Regions from separate parts of the Hordeum vulgare genome. Here region 2 is linked to region 1. A link is a contact called in public Hi-C data. All regions are on one chromosome and are shown on one strand. Each heading gives the region's core, a stretch centred on a gene start, on an enhancer-like site or on the middle of the called end of the contact. The rest is flanking DNA. Distances are from core to core; before and after follow the strand shown.

The links. Hi-C and Micro-C count contacts between places; a contact is called where the count stands out from the background.
Region 2: a contact with region 1 is called in a Hi-C map of seedling, with 2.9 times the contacts expected there. The contact joins two enhancer-like sites. A contact is called at or near these places in 3 of 6 Hi-C or Micro-C datasets (leaf and seedling).

What each region holds. Positions count from the first base shown.
Region 1 is chr7H:401,399,501-401,402,995 of MorexV3_pseudomolecules_assembly, reverse strand. It overlaps LOC123408775 (organelle RRM domain-containing protein 2, mitochondrial-like), which reads right to left. Exons shown (of 4, transcript XM_045101819.1): 2 at 3,376-3,444; 3 at 3,196-3,302; 4 at 1,379-1,906. The coding sequence ends at 1,781. Among protein-coding and RNA genes, the nearest start is that of LOC123408775, 12 kb to the right of the region's middle. Within about 2 kb of position 1,370, at least 3 of the 3 cell types and tissues checked have open chromatin away from gene starts, as enhancers often do. A contact at or near this core is called in leaf and seedling, where this site is marked.
Region 2 is chr7H:401,910,859-401,913,870 of MorexV3_pseudomolecules_assembly, reverse strand. No RefSeq gene overlaps it. Among protein-coding and RNA genes, the nearest start is that of LOC123407100, 110 kb to the left of the region's middle. Within about 2 kb of position 1,575, at least 3 of the 3 cell types and tissues checked have open chromatin away from gene starts, as enhancers often do. A contact at or near this core is called in leaf and seedling, where this site is marked.

The DNA of each region.
Region 1 (3,495 bases), core at 121-2,620:
CATGGCCAAAAACCACGATGCCAAGAAGAAGGCCGTGGAAGAGATTGAAGCCGTAGCGTACGCAACGGCCTTAGTCTGGCCTACCACACGGTATAATTTGTCAATCCCCTACTTGTCCACTCATGTGCTAGCCATATATGTTTTATTGATAGATTATTCGGTTCTATGCTACATACGTGCTGACATGCTTAGTTATCGATATGAGTTGCATATATACTGTGAATGATCTGTTTACTCGTGGATTAGATTCTAAGCTAATATTTTCAGAAAATAAGTGTCGTGGATTATTTTTCTTATGATTATTTTTTGTTACACTGTATAACATTACTGTTTTAAGGTATGCTGCAAGTAAAATTAGTCAAAGTTGCACATTCTAGACTCCGAAAAGTCGGACACGTATGTAATTTTGGACAAAAAAACGCACTCTATTACCGCCTATCCATTGCTGTGGCACAAAATAAAGACCTTTTATTCCAGAAATTTAAAAAGAAACATTTGAGTTTGGTTGAAGTCACTGACTCACTGTTGGCACAATCAAGTCCATTTAATGGAGACACCGGATACGCGCGCACACACAATAAACGGATAGATTGGATTGGATTAGACGGGTCAGATAGCCTGGATAAACCGCAAGGAGGCTGCCAACGTGGCGCGACGCGGCGGCTTCCCTGCATCCCAGGGCACCTCTCGCCATCTCCTCCGTCTGAAAGGAGCCCCTGAGGCTGCCATTGCCCGCGCAGTAAAAGGCCCTCGAGCTCAACGCGATCCTCCCGGCGTGACGCACGACACCGCGACATGCCGACGGCGACGACAGATTCCGCTTCCCGGGGGATTTCCCCCTAAAACTTTGGAAGGGATTAACAGCCGCCGCAGATACAGTAGACGATGCCCTCTACAGGTGGAACAGATATTATGATGCCACGAGAGCACGCGGCGGCGTCGGCATTGGCGCTGTTGACGATGCAGGCGGTCGTTGGCCGGCGCGAGCAGGCAAGTTTCCGGGCAAGCAGCTTGTGGTTCATGGACGTCACACTCAATGCCATTAACTCTGACTGGAATGCACAGCTAGAAGAGAGCACCATGTCGGTAACCGGCATCCTCGTATCATCAGCAACTGCCAACCGTAGGTAGATACTGTACCAGTGTACCGATGACAGTAACAGCAGATGACATACGTGCATACGGTAAAAAGCGCAGACAGTAGCAGGAAACACAAGGTTCATGGTACAGATGATAGATGATAGTTCAGATAAGACCATAAGCTGGCAAAAACAAAATCCAAATCAGGAACAGGCACGCGGTACACAGACGCATGCGCTGCACAGATCCCTGTCGCCATCACCTGAACGGATTAGATCAAGGGGAATTCAGTTCGAGATTCGCTTGCAAACGTGTTCTTCATCCAAGCTACAAGTCATTATCCAGCAGTACAAGAGCAGCACATGCCATCAGCAGCTGATAAGGCTTACGAGACGAATTCAAATAAAAGGGACATTCTTGACATAACAAGGACACCCACAGGAACAAGACATTATTAGCAATGGTCCCAAGCTGTTGCATGCTGACAGTAATACCTGCTTGGTCCATATAAGGTTCCACAAGTGCTTCTCCATGTGGAGGCCGTAAACGACCGGTCCAACACGACGAGAATATTGGATCAGGCAACGGTGTTCACACCTGGGACAAAACGATGTGGCTATAATCTAAATGTAGAATGCGATGGCTGGTTGATACGCTGTCAGACGCACAGCCAGATAGAATAGAATGATTGTCCCTTCATCTACTGCGAGCCCCATGAACCAGAAGGAGAGCCCCAAGATTGTTGTGGCTGCGGAGTTGCCCCTCCCATCTGAGGCGGTGGTCTGGGTCTGGCATATTCAGCAAAAATAACCCATCCATCCAGAAACTGCACAAAAATTAAGCTGTGTCAAAACTTGAAGAAACACAAATTACTCCCCATGTTGTTAATAATACAAACAATATAGCAATGCTTTATGCAACAGGTCAAGAGAGCCATGGATCCCCGCAATACCTTTGAGACAATTTAATCCCTTAATATTATATATATATATATATATATATATATATATATATATATATATATATATATATATATATATCTTGTTGCAGTACACAGTAATTTAAGAATGTCGAAGTAATATGTCAAGAGAGCCATGGATCCCCGCAATACCTTTGAGACAATTTAATCCCTTAATATTATATATATATATATATATATATATATATATATATCTTGTTGCAGTACACAGTAATTTAAGAATGTCGAAGTAATATGCGAGAACTGGGCAACAATAGCCCAGTGATAGGGCCGCACCGGCGCATCCCTCATGACCAGGGTTCAAATCCGGTCAGTATCTCACCCACATGGACGATACGGGGCTCATCCCCAGTTGGACTAGTTTTTTTATTAATGGTGCAATATGTGTTTTGTTTTCTAAATGGTCTTTCCAGAACTGTTTCCAACCCACCTAGAATCGAGGTAATCCACTGATCATGCATGTAGTATCTGAATACTCTTCCTATGTAATTATGCATTGAACATAATTTTTAGGAAGAACCAACTTTGAATTGCAGTATCCTGATTCCCTGAAGGTAGTCAGGCTACTCCAGAACTAAGAGGACAAACAGTTCAAATGCTGCTGTACAGTTGGTTGGGTAGCCACCAAACAAAGAGGTAAACTGGCCTTTTTGATGAAACAGATGCATTACAATCTTAATCCATGCATCTGAATCAACATATGCATAATACCCTTGTGAGCTGTTTTAAGATGGTCCCACTTATCTCCTATTTTCACATGAGAGGTAAGAGTATATTATAGATCTGAGCCGTTGATTCCATTAAGTAGTGGGTCTGATAGCTTTTACCGTCTTATCTCCCATGTGAAAAGAGGACGTAAGAGGGACCATGTTAAAATTAGTACTCTTATACATTTATTACATATCTACAATCACATACTTATATACTGCAAGAGAGAAGAAAATAATAAAACCAGTTAATGGCTAAAACCGGCCAATGGCCAGCACCAAGCATTGTACGAAAAAAGAGACAGGGTCGATCAACGTGAGAATAAAGCAAAGTCACAGAACCACCAGACCAAGAGGGGAGCAAATATAGGTGTTAAGGAATTAAATGATCCACAGAAATAGAACAATAAGTATGATAAGAAACCTTACTTCTCCATCCATTCCTTCTATTCCTTTAGCTGCATCTTCAACTGTAACATACCTTACAAAGCCAAACCCCTTAGAAAAACCAGTGACACGATCTGTGATAACTCGAGCTGCAATTGGATACAGAAGTGAGAACCTTCAAGTACAATGCCCTGTTTAGTAACAGAAATTTTAAACACATACCGTGTTCAACTTCCCCAAACTTTGCAAAAGCTTCTCTAAGTCCATCAGTTGTTGTACGCTTGCTTAACCCTACAAATCATTATTATTAATATGAGAATTCAGATGTTGTGTATACCACAA
Region 2 (3,012 bases), core at 326-2,825, 510 kb before region 1:
TCATGACGAGAGAGCCGCCTAGTTTCATTTATTTGTTTGTATTGTGCAAAACTATGTTGTATGTGTGATGCATTTGATGTTATGGATTTGATGAACTATGTAATAATTTGATATTGTGAACATATGCAATTTTCTATTTGAGTATTTGATGTTTTATTTGAATTTATGCTACTGTTAAATAACAGCTATACATCAGCCGCACGACGGGTGGCCAGTTTTGCATCTTCAGTTTTACATCACCTATTGAAGTTGCCAATTTACATCACCATTTTACATCATCTCTTGGAGTTGGGTCTTTTTAGAGATGTAGGAAGTATTTTTTGACGATGTAAATTATAGAACACCTAATTTTACATCTCCAAATTTACATCATATACTATATCACTAATTTCCCTCGGATTGGAGGCCTCACAATCAATCGAGGTCTCCAATTAAAATTTGGTCATTAGTTTTTGACCGAGTCAACAATTACTCAACAAGCTCTTCTATTCAATTCTTTTAATTCACTATGCTCCTTAATTTTGGAGCTTTTTGATTCGATTGAGGTATTCGATTTGGGATTGGATTTATGATTTTGACTGGGTCAACTATTTCCAAAATTAATCGGTAGCAACCGACTTATAATAATACATCAATCTCGTGCACCCCTCGCCATCTAGAAATATATTATTGTAATCCCAAAATAGTATATGTAGATAGTGACGTGGAAAAAATTTCGACGCAAATATCGATGAATTAGCACATAACACAAAATCACACCACGAAAGACCTATCAAAACATTGCATTATAAATAAAATAGAAACATAGGCCATCTCCTGTCACACTAGCCAAATCAAATTCTCGCTGGTTCCAAGATATAGATGTATTTTTTCTTGAAAAGTCAAATTTATTTAACTTTGACTATGTTTGGAGTAAAAAATATTGACATCCACAATGCTAAATAAATAAAATATAAAAATTTATTTAATGCTGAATTTGAAAAGCTGTGATTTTTTTAAAATCTTATACGCCTATATTTAAAAAATAAATATGCTAATTTATTTTATAAAAACACAACAACAACAATGACGCGGCAACAAAGAAAATTCATTTTGGCTCATCACTCTCATCGAAGAGCCAACTTGGCTATACAATTGTACTATTTTATCACTACATGACCCATCTTCTTTCTTCATAATGCTTTTTTAAGCGCGTGTTATCGCTCCTTTTCGCACTTCGAGTAAAAATTATGATATTTATAAATCTTATAACCTACCTACATCATCCTATGGTATTTAGTCTCAATTGCCCTTGAGCCTGCACAAGGATTGATTTTTTGAAACAATGACGAAAAGGCAAAAGCGTGGAATTTGTATGAATTTTGAGCATCCTCGAGACGTGAGCTCAACTCAGCTGCCGTGCCATGGCCCCTGCGTCACTCAGCACATATTGGAATGACTGAACTACCCCTGGTCCCCTTGTCCACCCTGGTCAGTTCATCGATTGTTTGACTTCCTCTCCCCGACACCAGCAAACATGAAAGGAGAAGGACAAGGAGAATCAAATATAACCAGCTCCTGATCAGGCCTTGGCTCACTGACTATCCGGCCCAGACGTTTCCTCGGGTCCACATGTCATTGTCCTGGTATACCTCTGATATAGAACATAGAGTAAAGGCTTGCAATTTTTATAGGGATAATAATGGGCCGTGGCGCCAAGTCCGGAACCTGCCCCGCTGCCTGCTGTATCAGTCTCATCCATTTTGATGATTAAAAAAAACAAATCCATTTTGATGGGATATTTTTGTAAAATGCAAATCACAAATGTTGAGACCCAGTACGAAAATACTCTATCTGCATCTAAATGCTTGTAGTTTTCAAGAAAACTAATTAATTCTCCATAACTATAAGTATTTAGATATAGAGGGAATACATTGCAACATTCACACATCTTTGGTTTATTCTATTTGATGATCGTTAAATTCTGCTGATTTCTCTTAGGCCTCGTTTGGTTAAGGGGGATTTGGGAGATTTTGAGAGGGAGGGATTTCAAGGGATTGGGTGAATCCCTTTGTTCCACCCAATCTTCTTAAATTTTCGGGGCTTTGCTTCCACTAGTTTTCCGAGGAGGGTTTTGAAACACATGTATAGGAAGGGATTGAAGGAGAACGGGGGGAATTGGGCTAAGCAAACCCCTTCTATCAAATGGACGTCCGAGGATCTGTGGGGTTTCTGACCCTTCCGGAGATTTTTCTTTCAAAACCTCCTCAATCCCCCTTAACCAAACGAGGGCTTAACGGAATTTGTGCTGATTTTATTTCAAGTACTAGTAGTACATGAGAACATTGGCCTTGTGATCGATCACATGGTCGCTGGAAGTGCACATGCAAGGATGCTTGACTTGCGGAGGCACGCAGGAGACATGTACTTGCGGAGGCACGCAGGAGACATGTACGCACATAACGACCTTCGATTTCCTTATACACGTGCACGCACCGCATCATGGCGTATCCATGTGCGTACATATGCATGGTTAATTATGATGGCGACGCTAACATGCATGCCTGCACGTCAATTGGCCCATCGACCGTTCCATGTCCTCCTCCAAATGGATCAGTCGGGCCATGTCCATAACTACTCCCTCTGTACCGTAGTATAGGTCAGCTACTCGAGCGACCTATATTACCGTACAGAGGGAGTATAACTTTATCAACCTTGCAAAAGGATAAGGTTTTCCTAAAACTTCGGGAGCAGCTAACCAAGGACACACCAAGGAGCTCGGCACGGGTCATTTTTGATGGATTCAGGGTCCGTCATTTAGCGTTCTCATTCGTCTTCGCGTGTCTGTATTGTTCATTCCTTTGAAGTTTTTTATTTCACACGTTTTTGAGTTTTAGATGATATTTTTATGCTTTTAGTTTTCCCTAGGTTTCGACATTTCAAAAAAAGTGTTTTGCACAAAAATACTGAACTTTTTTTTCTTCTGTAAGAGACACATATTTACTTTTTGTGGAGTCGAGAGACACGATAGTA